Linked DNA regions of Mus musculus: region 2 is linked to region 1. Evidence: chromatin contacts called from public Hi-C data. All regions are on one chromosome and are shown on one strand. The core of a region is the stretch at or near the end of the contact, and the rest is flanking DNA. Distances in the headings are between cores, read along the strand shown. Region 1 has its middle 6.6 kb from the start of Gm32684. Region 2 has its middle 27 kb from the start of Gm39914.

Evidence for each region. Hi-C and Micro-C count contacts between places; a contact is called where the count stands out from the background.
Region 2: a Hi-C map of the Ba/F3 cell line shows a contact between it and region 1, with 2.0 times the contacts expected there. The contact joins two enhancer-like sites. A contact is called at or near these places in 1 of 39 promoter capture datasets (pre-B cells), 1 of 484 Hi-C or Micro-C datasets (the Ba/F3 cell line), 1 of 115 datasets of contacts at active chromatin or transcription factors (bone marrow-derived macrophages) and 1 of 9 other capture datasets (adipose tissue).

What each region holds. Positions count from the first base shown.
Region 1 is chr2:118,488,910-118,495,553 of GRCm38.p6, forward strand. No RefSeq gene overlaps it. Among named protein-coding and RNA genes, the nearest start is that of Gm32684, 6.6 kb to the right of the region's middle. Within about 2 kb of position 1,447, at least 172 of the 459 cell types and tissues checked have an H3K27ac peak or open chromatin away from gene starts, as enhancers often do. A contact at or near this core is called in the Ba/F3 cell line and bone marrow-derived macrophages, where this site is marked.
Region 2 is chr2:118,957,918-118,965,079 of GRCm38.p6, forward strand. No RefSeq gene overlaps it. Among named protein-coding and RNA genes, the nearest start is that of Gm39914, 27 kb to the right of the region's middle. Within about 2 kb of position 3,829, at least 98 of the 459 cell types and tissues checked have an H3K27ac peak or open chromatin away from gene starts, as enhancers often do. A contact at or near this core is called in the Ba/F3 cell line and bone marrow-derived macrophages, where this site is marked.

The DNA of each region.
Region 1 (6,644 bases), core at 197-2,696:
CTAGTCCACCCAGTCCCAGCTTCCTGTATGGTATGTCTGTGTGTCTGTCCTTTCTTCATTCCCTTGCTGTCCACCTCAGGTCAAGCTCCAAGGACTCAACACATGCTTGTCTTGAACATCATTCCCCTGCCTCTGCATTCTGAGTGCTGGGGTTACAGGAGTGCTCTGCCGAAATGTTGAGTGAAGGCTAGATTTTAATGTGGCACTTCAGATGCCAGAGACTGCACCCCATAAACATCCCCTGGTTCCGTGTGCCTTGTGCAGAGGTGGGGGTGGGGCAGCACTATTGCAGGGTGGACCACGCACTGTACAAAAGGAAACGGAGGACAAGCCAGGGATGCCTGGTTGTTATGCAAGCAGCCCCATCCAGAGTGCTATGTGAAGGCTCTTGTTCCCCTCCTGGCCTTTTTCTCCCTCCACTGTTAGTGGGTGGGAGTCGGAGTTCTCTATTTATGATGATTAGGGGTACCAAGTTCGTTTGTTTGTTTTCAAGACAGGGTCTTACTGCACAGCTCTGGCTGTCCTGGAATTCATTATGCAGAATAAGATGGCTTGAAACTCACAAGAGATCTAACTGCCTCTGCCTCTTGAGTGCTGAGATTAAAGGTGTGTGACACCATGCCTAAGTGTCCCAAGTTTAAACTTTCCAGCTTGGAAGTAAATGACCAGGAAATAATACAGTGAGGATTCCAGCAGAGATCGCCTCCCCAGGCATCCTAACTCCCAAAGTGAGAGATACTCTCCTGTTATCACTCAATCTCCATCGACGAAGGAGCCACTCTACCACTCTGGGAGGTGAACAAGGGAAACAGACACAGAAGCAGACCACCCATCTGATGGGGCAGTTATGTCAATGGATCATGAACAAGTTGAGTCACAAGATGGAACCAGGAAGGCAAAGGCCCCTGAAGATCTTTCTAGTCTGACCTTCTAGTTATTCTTTTGGTGGTGGTGGTGGGGGCGCAGAGGTTGGTTAGCTTGGTTTGTGTTTGTTCTGTCTGTTTTGCTTTATTTTGTTTTGTTTTGTTTTGAGACAGGGTCTCACTAGGCAGCCCTGGCTGTCCTGGAACTCACTCTGTAGACCAAGCTGGCTCTAAACTCAAGAGATCCGTACCTGCCTCTGCCTCCCAAGTGCTGGGATTGAAGCTGTGGACCACTTTCACAGCTTCCTCCTTATTCTTAAGAAAACAGAATGGGATAAGGAAGGGAAAGCAGACACTGGGAGCTCGGTCACAGGTAATTCCTACCCACGAATCCCCACCTTCTTAAAGTAGGCAGGATGGAGGCTTAGACACCTTTCCATTACCCAAGGGTGTCTCCTGGCAGGTGGGCTTGCATGTCAGCCTCGGCCATCACTGGGAAGGGGAAGAGTAAGTTGCAGGCCTCACACCCCAGGCGCCAGGCCACAGATTAGAGGCAGCTTCCTGCTTGGCTCTTGTCCAAGGCCATTTCACAATTGCGGGAAGAGTGCCGGGTTGAGAGTACCAGGTTACTGCTCTCTCCACCCCCACTCCAGCCCTCCTAACCACCCCCCCTGCCCCACCCCGGTAGGGAGTACGAGCCAGGCCCTGCTGCAGGTTCAGAGGCTGAAAACATTTGCTGACCCTCAGAGTGGGATGGAGGTGGCCATGCTCGGCCACCTCGCTCCCTCCTCCCTCACTGACCACCTGCAAACACTTACACAGCAGAGATCCTTTTAAGGGTGGAGTGGTCAGCTCAGGTCATTCCCATAGCAACTCTAATGCTGAGTCAGAGGGGGCCTGGAAGGCCAGGGGGCCACAAGAGCCACAAGAAACAAGGTCATGGTCAGCTTCCCATTAGGAGACCAAGTGCCTGGAAGACAGCATGTTCCACAGAAGAGCACAGTGCTTCATTTCAACATGCCAGTGTCTGAGGCAAACTGGCTCTGCTGACTAAATTCAGACAGGAACCGAGAGAGACACAGAACGTGTGCTCAGGAGTCATTGTACCGGTCACTTATATGGCCAGTTCTGACTGGTTTGAAGTAAGGAGGTAGTGGTAAGGGACCCAGAGTCTCCTGTCTGTCAGTCTTCAGGAAGAGACAGAACAAACCTGGGTGAAATGTCAAACCACAAGACAAGGCAGGGGGAGGCAGGGCCCACACTGGCATGCTACACGGTCAAGGAGAGCCAGTGAACACACACACACACACACACACACACACACACACACACACAGAGAGAGAGAGAGAGAGAGCGAGAGAGAGAGAAAGAGAGAGAGAGAGTCTGTGTGCAGACCTCGGGAAGAATGAACCTGAGGAAGACAAACAGAGAATGGAAGACAGTCAGGTGCAGAGAAGACAAAAGAAATCTTTCACACTAGGCAAGGAGACAGGACTGAGTGAGCACATTTGGGGACAGGGACCTGCTTCCCCAAGGGAGCTGGTAAGTCTTAAGAGCATAAGCAGCTTCTTCACTGAGACTTTCCGTGTGTGTGTGTGTGTGTGTGTGTGTGTGTGTGTGTGTGTGTGTGTGTGTCAAGGCCAGGGAGACCAGTCTCTCCATTGCAGGAAGTGCTCTGACAACAGGAAGCAGCTGCATCAGGCTCCAGGGTCCTACTAATGTCTCTCACTCGCCTACACTGACTGCTGTCCCCCCCACCCCCATCCCTCCCCCCACAGAACAAACTGTTCTATGAGAAACTCTGGGGACAGAGGGTTCACACCTGCTCCGAGGTCTGTTGGGGGCAAGTCCTCAGGAGCCAAGGCTGAGAGCCCAGTAGAGCCCGTGGCTCTGCACAGCTTTTCTCTGCCCCTACCTCCTCCCACCCCAGACCCAGCTACTGTCCACTGGGGCAACGAAGCCCAGAACATTAGCTCTGGAAAACGGGAAGGGTCTCTTCAGTAACAACTCATCCTGGGACTTTCAATGATGTCTCCAAAGTAGGCCCTAGACTCCAGGCCTCAGCCTCTGGAGTGGGGCTGCTCAGCTGTGAGAAAGAATTGAACACTGAGTTCTAAGCTCCACTCTCATTAATCAGTCCCATGATATTGGACCAGTCACTTCCTGTCTGGCTCCTGTTTCTTCCTCTACAACATGAGAGATGGAAATTGATGGATTCTAGGGTCCCTTTCAGTTTTAAATTGTGCAGCTTGGATGTTCTAAAGCTATTTCAGGGTGCTCAAAGGGACTGGAGCTAGGACAGCTAAGGGTAAGACTCCAGCTAAGGTCCATGTAGAGTAGAAATGGCCTCAAGGGGCTAAGAGCCCTCACTACTTTTGGGCTTAAGAGCCATTACTACGCTTGCAGAGGACCTGAGTTCAGTTCCCCGCACCCACATCACATCAGGTGGCTCACAGCTGTCTATAGCTCCAGCTCCAGGGAATCTGACACCTCCAGAACCCCACAGGCAGCTGCAGTCACATGCATATAACCACACACATAGACACAAATGTGTTATATAATTTAACATATTTTTTAGAAAGTTAGAAAGTAAGAAACTCAATTCAGAACTTCATATCGTCACTTAAAGACAAAGATTATCAGGGGAGTTGGCAATACTTGTAATCTCAGCTCTTAGAACACTAAGGCAGGAAGATTTCTTTGAGTCTGAGGCTGGTCTGGGCTGCACAGTGAATACCAGGACATCCTAGAATAAAGTGTGAGATCCTGTCTCAAAAAAAAAATATATATATATGGCAAGCATGATGGTGCACATCTATAATATGAGCCCTGACTACTCTTGAAGACAGTACATATATAATTCCAGCACTTTGGAGGCCAGAAGCAGGAAGATCAGGAATTCAAGGTCAGCCTTAGCTATGTCATGAGTTCAAATTCAGGCTGGGCTGAACAAGACCATGTCTTCAAAAATAAAATAAAACAGAAAAGAGAGACAGAGACTAAAACCGACATGGGCCTCTTGACTTGAGAATTTCTCTCAAGAAGAGTAAATTAGGAGGGGGCCAGCAAGACAGCCCAACAGGTAAAGGCACTTGCCACCTGAGCCTGGCAGCCAGGATTCCATCCTCAGAATCCATGGAAAGGTGCAAGAGGAGAACTGACTCTGCAAGGTTGTCCTCTGATCACAAATGGTTGCTATGACATGCGTACCCCCCACACACATAATACACATGCACACACAGTGATAAATTAAATAATTCGATAGTAAAAAAAGAACTACCTGGGCACATAGTAGCACAGGGCTGTGACCCAAGTATTTGAGGCTAAGGCAGGAGGATCATTGTGAATTTGAAACTACTCTAGGCTCTATTGTGCGTTAAGCCCAGCCTGAAATATATAGCAACACTTTGTTTGTTTATTTGTTTGTTTGTTTTTTAAAAAGAAAGATGGAAGAGGCAGAGAGAGAGAGAGAGAGAGAGAGAGAAGGGAGGGAGGGAGGGAAAGAGGAAGGAAGGAAGGAAGGAAGGAAGGAAGGAAGGAAGGAAGGAAGGAAGGAAGGAAGGAAGGAAGGAAGGAAGGAAGGAAGGAAGGAAGGAAAGAACAAGCTGTAGTTTTACTGAAAAATTCCAAGCTCTTGGTATAGAGGAGCCGGGAGGCTTCCGGATGCTGGATGTTCTTAGTCACACACACAGGACTGGGAAATGGGGGAGATCTGAGGGAGGGTCACACTGGCCAGAGAAGAGTGGGGTTCAGTAATAGCTGGGAAGGACAGACACCAGCCTTCCCAGCTCTGTGTCTCCCTTAAGTGTCTCCTTAAAATGTCCATTATAAGTTTTCCAGTTAGTGTAGGAGAAAAAGAACTTGCCCTCTACCTTCCCAGGATTTAATAATTAAGTTACGCTGGCATTGGATGAGTGTGTGTGTGTGTGTGTGTGTGTGTGTGTGTGTGTGTGTGTGTGTGTGTGTGTGTAGATGTGTTCCTCACAGGAGGGAAGGGACCAATAGCAAGTAAGATCTAGAAGTGTATATGGCTTCTTCTAGGGAGGGGAAGACAAAAGATTTAGGGAGAAAATGAGTGGGCTCTCAGGAGAACAGGTGACAATGCCTGTCTGAGCATGGTGAGGAGCTCCAGACTCATCACAGAGGAGTCACACCACTCCAGCGTCTTCTAGAGTGTTTACCTTAAGGCCAGTAAGCACAGTCCAGAGAAAGTCCCCCTACACCCCCATACATAAGCTGTTCTCCAAGTCCTTCAATCTGAATCGGAATCTTTTATTTTTTATTTTTTTTAAAGATTTATTTATTATTTATTATATGTAAGTACACTGTAGCTGTCTTCAGACACACCAGAAGAGGGCATCAGATCTCATTACGGATGGTTGTGAGCCACCATGTGGTTGCTGGGATTTGAACTCTGGACCTTTGGAAGAGCAGTCGGGTGCTCTTACCCACTGAGCCATCTCACCAGCCCCGGAATCTTTTAAATTGGTTATTTTTGTGTTGTGCATATAAGTGTTTTGTCTGCACGTTTATCTGTACAGCAGAAGAAGGCATAGGATCCCATGGGACTACAGTTACAGATGGTTGTGAGCTGCCATGTGGGTGCTGAGAATTGAACTCAGGACCCCTGGAAGAGCAGCTAGTGCTCCAAACCATGGAGCCCAGAAAAGGGAATCTTTAGGGATGGCAGCCCCTGAATTCCTACAGCAGTTATAGCAAAAAAACAAAACAAACAAAAAACCAAAAATCTTGGCACCGCTATCAAGTCCCCATGATGATTTAAAGAGCTAACATTTTGTCTTCTAAGCCTTGGGGTATGCTTAAGAGGGGGTAGGAGCTAAAGGGGGGGGCAGGAGGCAAAGACCACAGGAACCATAATTCTTCTGAAAGAAGAAGGGAGGAGGGAACAGAACTCATGCTAGCTCCTCAGAGCCACAGCATGGGCAGTGATGAAGGAGGGAGCTCGGTCTCCTAAACAGCTTCTGTGTCCTTCTGAAGTTCTCAACCTTTCCCTTCTAGGCCTCAGCAGCCCCAGGGAAGAAGAGTCAACTTAATGTCTATGGCTGGTTGTCGTTCCAGTGTGCAAGAAGAGACCGAGTCACACTGCTCTGCGGTCTCCTATCAGCTTACCCAGGTGTCCTAGGCCAAAGGAACCCAAGAGCCATTTCAAAAGGAGTCACAATCCTAGGCCCTTGGAGGCGATTTCAGGGCAGGAAGCAGTGTTGGAGGTTGAAGGGTGGACGAAGGTGTGGGAGAAGGGAACAAGATGTTCCCCCATGGCGTTTGGTCTGAAGACCTGCGCTCTGCCAAATCGAGTTTTGGCAAAAAAGCAAAAGTAGAGAAGAATGAGGGTAAGCCTGTGTAGTGATTCCCAGTTGTAGCCCAGGCAGGCAGGCCTGGGGCTTGCTTGTGTGCACACGGGAGGGTGTGTGTTCGTCAGCCTGCGTGAGCACCTGCAACCTCAGGAGAGGTGTCAGGACCTCAGAGTCAGAGGCCCCGCTCCCACCCTTGCCCATCCCAGGCACCGCCTCTCTCAGCTAACAGGAAGTAGAGAGGTGGAGGGGTTTCACCTTCTAGGGGTACTCAACCTTCCTTAAGTCAGCAGTTGTCCTCGTCCAAAATAACCTTCCCCTCCTGTCTACCAAGCAGGCAGAGGGCTTTGTGAGCAGCTCCTTTGTCTCAGGCACTCAAGAAGTCCTGGGCCTCTTTCCTCAAAAACAAAAACAAAAACAAAAAAACCTTACTGCCTAAAAGAGTCAAGAGTGATGTATAGCCCTCGGT
Region 2 (7,162 bases), core at 2,579-5,078, 470 kb after region 1:
CCAGCCTGGATTACAGGAGACCCTGCCTCAAGTAACAAACAAAAATTCTCCTTTAGTTTTGGATTTGTATCCGTAGCATTTCATGAGCTATTTTGGATCTGTCCGTAGATCAATTAATATCCACATCTGTCTGCTATGCAGTCACTTGAAGATATTAGAAGCAGCGTCCCATCAAGGAAGTACACCACTCAAATTGTGGTATTGAGATTCCATTTCCTGTCATAGAAATCAGAACTTCCACAAATAGCAGCTCAGTTACAGTTGCTGAGGTAGGTCCATAAAGTCACTGTTGGAAAGAAAAATTGGTAAAGTTTACAGTTTGGATAAACACGGGGGTGGGACCAGGAGACATCTGATTTCCTCTGTACTGTGCCCACCATGATCTTTGTGTTTAGTCAAAGCTTTGTGACAAAGGCTAGAACAAATTCAAATGCCACTGTGAGAGAGTTCAGCCTCTTCCTGGGGGAGGTGAAGCTGAGAGGGGGAAAAAGAGGGGGGATCTGATTTGGAATGGTAAACCAAAATACCAAAAACACCCAGGTTGCTTCTGTTCCCTTATGTAATCCATGCGCAAAATAAGCCTGCACACTATTTTACTGGCCGAAGTCCTGAAGACAATTTAGGAACCACTAGAAAAGGCCAGACAGGACAACTGTAATTAAAACAGGCTAGTGACTGGTTAGGACTATTAGACCAGTCACTTGGGCTTCACAGCTTGTAAGCAAGTAAATGAAAAAGAGTCAAGCTTTCTACTGAGTTCTACCTTTGTGTAGCCAAGTAGAAGATGAAGCATATCACCCCAACCAATAAAGAAAATAGAAATGATGGAGCTGAGGGTGTAGCCCAGTGGTAGAGCATGCACGAGGCCCTGAGGCCAATCACCAGCACAGCTAAAAGAGAAGAGAGAAAAGAAAGAGGGACAGAAATGGATGGGGTGAGTGGAGCTGAACCCTAAGCCCTGGCAGCTACTGATCTCATCCAGCCTGAAGCAGGGGCAGTCCACATCCCCGCCTGTGGACTTATGGGCCACCAACTTGCAGGAAAGATTTAGAACAGACCATCCCAGGGAGCTGGGGAGATATGAAAAGCCAAACCCTCAAACCCTGTAAGAAATGGGAAACATTTATGTATTACTACACGCCAGGGATGGTCCTGGCCTATTGTGTGTAATCTCTCTTCATCTTCATTTAAAACTCTCCAAGTGCTGGGCAGTGGTGGCGCACACCTTTAATCCTAGCACTTGGGAGGCAGAGGCAGGCAGATTTCTGAGTTCGAGGCCAAGCAAATGCAGTCATCACAACTATTTTATAGACAAGGAAAGTGAAGCCCACAGCGGTTTAGTAACTCCTGCCCAAGGCCGCAAAGCTAGCAAACGGATGAGCTGGGATTTAAACCCTGGCCATTTGGCTCCAGGACCTTCTCTCTTAAACACTGGATTGATTATACTGTCTTTTTTATAAAAAAAGCCATAGGAGGCCATCAAGATGGCTCAGTGGGTGAAGGCATTTGCTGTCAAACCCAAAGGATCCTGATCTACAGAATCTTAGTCCTAGTCCGGCAACCCACGTGGTGGGACTGACTGGGAAAATAATGAGTGTCCTAAAATAATGTTAAATGTGTGCATTGTCTCAAGATGTTAACACATAATTGTCTTCACAAAGACGCTGGAGGTGGTGTGTGTGTGTGTGTGTGTGTGTATGTGGTTAGCTAGCAACAAGGAGAGCCCAGGACCATCAGCTCCCGAGGCTCTTCCCTAACAAAGCAGCCAAGGCAGAGAGCAGGAAGAACTACACCCCCACCCCCACCCCCACCCCTTGCTTGCTCTCTCCCTCTCCCTACTTCTCAGACACAGGCAGGAGCCAAAGCCAACACGTGGGTTTTGCCTCTGCTGTGTGTTCCCTTTTTTCTTCCCCATTGGTCTTTCACTCTGACCCTTAGGCCCAGGCAGTTTCTGGAAACATCCTCTATCTCTGGGGATAAATACTCCTTTGCCTTTTTTTTGCCCCCTGACCTTATCTTCAGTTCCTTAGCTAGGGGGTTTTCCCTCTGCAACCCCTGTGGGGGAATTTTGTGGTTGTAATTTGTATTGTCCCATTCTCAGGTCAGGTGGTCCTGACTCTGCTCCAGGGTTAGCCCCTTGCCTGGTTAGTTTGCTGTCTTCCCTAGGTAAAGAACGGCTCTCCCAGCAGAGTCCAGGTCATCTGTTCCATCCCACACATGGCCGGTCTGCTTTGTTGGTCTGCACTCCCTGTTCTCCTCCGGAGATATGCAAACCCTGGTATCTTCCTAACCCCAGTTATACTGTGGTGTCCTTGACAAATAGAAGTTTGTATAGCAGGGTAGGGGTGCACGACCGTGGCCTTGGCAGTTTGGAGGCAGAGGCAAGAAAGATGATCAGGATTTGGAAGCCAGCTTGCTACAAATCGAGATACTGCCGCATAAAAGCATGTGCTCACGTGTATATGTATGTGTAGCGTGGCATGATAATAATATACGTTATTACCACAATCAAACTAATTAACATATTTACCATTCTCATATACCTTGTGTGTGCGGTAAGAACACAAGATCTACTTTCAAATGTAGAATGTGTAGAATGTATGGACATTATCCTTGTTATTAGTGGCAGTTACCATGCTGTATGCCAGAGCCTGGGGTCTTTCGTAAGTTGAAGGAGGAGCTCACAAGTGGGGTGATGCAATCACCAGATGTCTGAGCATAGATAACAGGCACCAACTAACACTCAGGTCAGAATACCCTCTCTGACAGCCACATGCTGTAGGAAGCAGAACATTTTAAGTATGTCCAAGGTGAAGATTTACTTTTGTCTTGTTTTAAGACAAGGTCTCATTATGTAGTTTTGGCTGCCCTAGAACTTGATATGTAGATCAGGTTGGCCTCAAATTCACAGAGATCCACCTGCCTCTCCCTTTGAGCTGGGATTAAAGTTGCTTTTAAGGAAACACCAATGATCTTGCTCTTGTTGAAGCATCTCTGCTGATTGTGATATACTTACCCTTAATAGCACCCAGGAAATAGAGGTCGGTGGATCTCTGTAAGTTTGGGGCCCTGGCCTGACCTACTCACTCTGTAGAGTGAGTTCTAAGATAACCAGGGCTACACGGAGAAACACTGTCTGAAAAAAACAAACAAACAAACAAGAAAAAAGATATTCCTTACCCTTCCAACATTTGTATCAGCTTACTAGGATCTGATTTTTATCTGAGTGTGTGGGTGGGTGGGTGTGAGTGTTTTGTTTGTTTGTTTGTTTGTTTGTTTGTTTCATTTAGCCCAGGCTGCCCTCCAATTGTAGCCTCCTGCCTCCATAAATACGAACACCAGTATAGTATTCTGTGGTGCTAGGGATCAACCCAGGATGTCACAGATGGAGCCAAGAACTTCAGGCATGCTACGTAAGTGCTCTACCAAGCTACAGCCCAGGCCCCAGAATGAAGGTTTTAGATGTCAAAAGTTAGGGTTAAATTTGAGCATATGTACACAGATCAGAAGAAAAAAAAATGTGTTGGTTTCTGTTGCATGCCAAGTGAATGACATCTGGGTCTCCAAATGGGTCAAAATGTCTGAGGTTAGAGATCTATTAAGACTAACAACATAGCCTGCTCTGGCAAAGGATGTCAAAGCCATGACATTAGTGTGTGTTCCAGTCCCCCAAGCCACCTCCCTCCCTTATAGTTCTTAGGTTGAGCATCACATGCCTGTGCCTCCAGAGCAGACTCTGCCTCTTGGCTTTCTGGTGGCCTCAGCACAGTTTGAAGTGTCACAGGCAGTGTTAGGAGCCCCGGGTGCTGATGCATGCTGTGAGTCACAAGGTCTGATGCAAGCATCCATCATGGTGATTAGTCTCCTTTCCTACCACTTCCTCCTAGTAGATCAGCAGGCTAAAACAAGCCCCAGATCAGTAATTGTCTCCCAAACCATCTGCACACACAGATCATGCTGCTTAGGTTTATAGGTGCATACCCAAAATGAAGAGCATTTGTCTTGTTGCCTCCTTGATATATGCGGCAGTCCTTCCAGAATCGGAGCTCAGAGGGTTTTTCTGGGAGGGGCACCAATTCTGCCTTAGTATGTGGGTTTTCATTGACAAACGATAGCTTTCCTTCCATTGAAATATGACACTTGCTTCAGTGAATTATAATGCGGAGGCTTTAACATCTCAGTCGCATGCTCTAATAACCAAGTTTCTAAAAGGAGTTGCTTACACTCATTGTCCCCATTTCTTAACTCTCTGTTCAGCCTTTGACTCCAGCCTCCCAGCAAAGCATCTTTTCCCTGGGTCCCCAATGACCTCTGACTCACTCCATCCGCTGGGCACCTTTAGGCTTCTTGTTTGACCTCTCTGTCGGCCACATTCTGTTGAAATCCTTGTGCTTGTGCTTGGGGGCAGGGCTGTGGCTATACTGGGTAAAAACCATGCCCTGCCTCCCTGATCACACCTCTTAGGTGTCTCAGTGCTGCTTCCAGGAGGATGTGATGGCTTTTTCACTAAGCTTTAGTGGGTAAAGATGCTTTCTGTACAAGCCTGTTGATCCTGGTTCAATCCCTGGATGGAGGGAGAGAGATCGAGACCTAGAGAACTGGCTCCTAGAAGTTGTCTTTCACACTCATAACACACACACACACACACACACACACACACACACACACACACACACACACAGAGTCCCCCCATATACCACATATACAAGTCACACACAAAATATACACACATGCTTCACACACACACATGCCACATACACTACACACACATACAGCCCTGCACACACATGCCACACACAAAACACACACATGCACAGAAGCTAGTAAATAACAAAATAAAGGCAGGTGGTGGTAGTGCACACTTTTAATCCCAGCACTCTCAGGAGGCAGAGGCAGACAGATCTCTGAGTTCAAGGACAGCCTGGCCTACAGAGTGAGTTCCAGGTCAGGGCTACACAGAGAAAGAAACCTTGACTTGGAGAGAAAAAAATGGTGTTATTTGCCAACTAATTCAAGGCCCAAGATAACTGACTTGATCTGCCTTTTGAGATCGCTCCCCTACACCTCTGGCCACCGCAGGTGTTGTGTTTCTCCGCTGCTGCTCAAAGGTTTCTCAGAACAGCCTTCCTCGTCTCCCCGCAGCACCATCACTGAGTGTCTCTCCTCTGTAGCTCTAACTGCAGTCTGTAGTTCCATGTATGATGGCTAGCTGCAATCCCCCTAGAGGAAACAAGGAAAGCAGCAAGTCTGTCTGTTTCCTTTGGCCCGGCACTCTTCCTAACCCTGGGCTGTGGTATCAGCAGGTATCACATCCGAGTTCAGCAGATGTTTGCTGAATGTGCGACTGATTCATATAGCTATAATTCATTCATTATGTGCCCATCTTTCTCGGACCTGTCTCTGGTAACCCATACGATAAACCCATTTATCACATGAAGGCACACAAGATAAAATACTTTGAAGGACTACAGTTACTACAAAAAGGAGTGCCCAAATTTTTCTACTTGAGGGTTTGATACTCCAGCTGCATATTTTATTAAAGTATTTCTTTCAGGGTGGTAAAACACACTCTGTTACTGGCTTGTGGGCACTGAGCCTGGCACTGGGGGAAGGGGTCATGTTACCAGCAGTACAGAGAAGTGAGGATACTGGTGGCAGACAGCAAGGAGGCTGTAAGGACACACAGCTCCTGCTTGGGGACTTTCTGCATTCTCTGCTTCAGAAGGTTTCAGAGGGACAAAGGGATGGACGACCTCATCTCCAAGTGGCAGGAATTCCTATAACCCATGAGGCATGGTGGCTCTTGGGGGGGGTGTCCTCAGAACGGGACAATGTAGTCTGACTTCAAACATTTCCAGGCTTGCTTTGCAGTTTGTCACGTCGTCACACTCTGGTGTCAGAAGATAACAGTGATGGGCAGAGGGAGACAAGACTGTACTGGGAGTCGGAACAGTGAGCCAGGTCACTGGTTTTCTGTAAAAAGTCACAAATCAACAATAAACCTTGTTGCAGTGGGGGGGGGGGGGAAGCTCTTGGCAAGCTGTGTGGAAGATGGAGCGAGCATGGCTGGTTGTCACGGTAATAACCCATCCCGCTCTGAGGAGCACTTGCCGTGATGGGTACTTGCTGAGCACTTTGCATGCATTACCTCACGCAATCCCGCAATAATCTATCAGGGTTCTTATTATCACCATTTCTCATGCCGTGGAACCGAGAGTCAGTGTGACAATGTGTGCTCCAAGTAAGCCAGCCAGCAAATGTCATACACAGGATTCCAAACCAGCTCTGTTTGACTCTGTCCCTGTACACTTGCCTGGGAGGTGGGGAACACTGGCAGGAAAGTTGGGTTTCAGCTTGGCTCTTCCTTTACAGCTTTGTGTCTTAGGGTTACTTCTGGGGGGGGGGATGTTTTCTGTCAAATACGAGTGTTGACATTCATGGCCGAGTGTTGGTAAAGATTTAAAGAGAAACACAGCAAAATCTTTAAGACCATTTTGATGTAACAGAGACCGGTCATAGCTAATGAGTTTGGACTATGACCGTCCAAACCCAGTGAGAGGTGCTAAAGATGTAAATATGAAAATAGTATGCAAAAGGGATGTAAAACATCTTGATTTTTCACACTAGATATATAGAAATAGTCTTTTTGTTAAAGTAAAATACATTCCTGAAATTAATCTCACCTATTTCTTTTCCACTTTTTTTTAACATGATAACTGCAAATGTACAATCTTGTGTGACTAATTACATTTCCGCTACGGTGCAGTGTGGTGTCCTCCAGAGACCCAGAGAGGTGAATTATTATTATTATTATTATTATTATTATTATTATTATTATTATTATTATTAAGGTGATTTCACTCAGAGCAAACTCCCATTTGCCACTGAGGTAAGCACCCAGAGTCAGACGCAGAGTGAGGGCCTGTTTGCTTATCACTGGGAGGGAATTTTTGGTCTTTGTTTTTGTTTTTCCCCACGACAGGGTTTTTCTGTGTAGCCCTGGCTGTCCGGGAACTCACTGTATAGACCAGGCTGACCTTGAACTCACAGAGATCTTCCTGCCTCTGCCTCCTGAGTGCTGGGATTAAAGGATTGCACCACCACTGCCTGGGGTCGATGTTTGCTTTAATGTGGGAAAATGGTGCAGGTCTTCACATTTTGG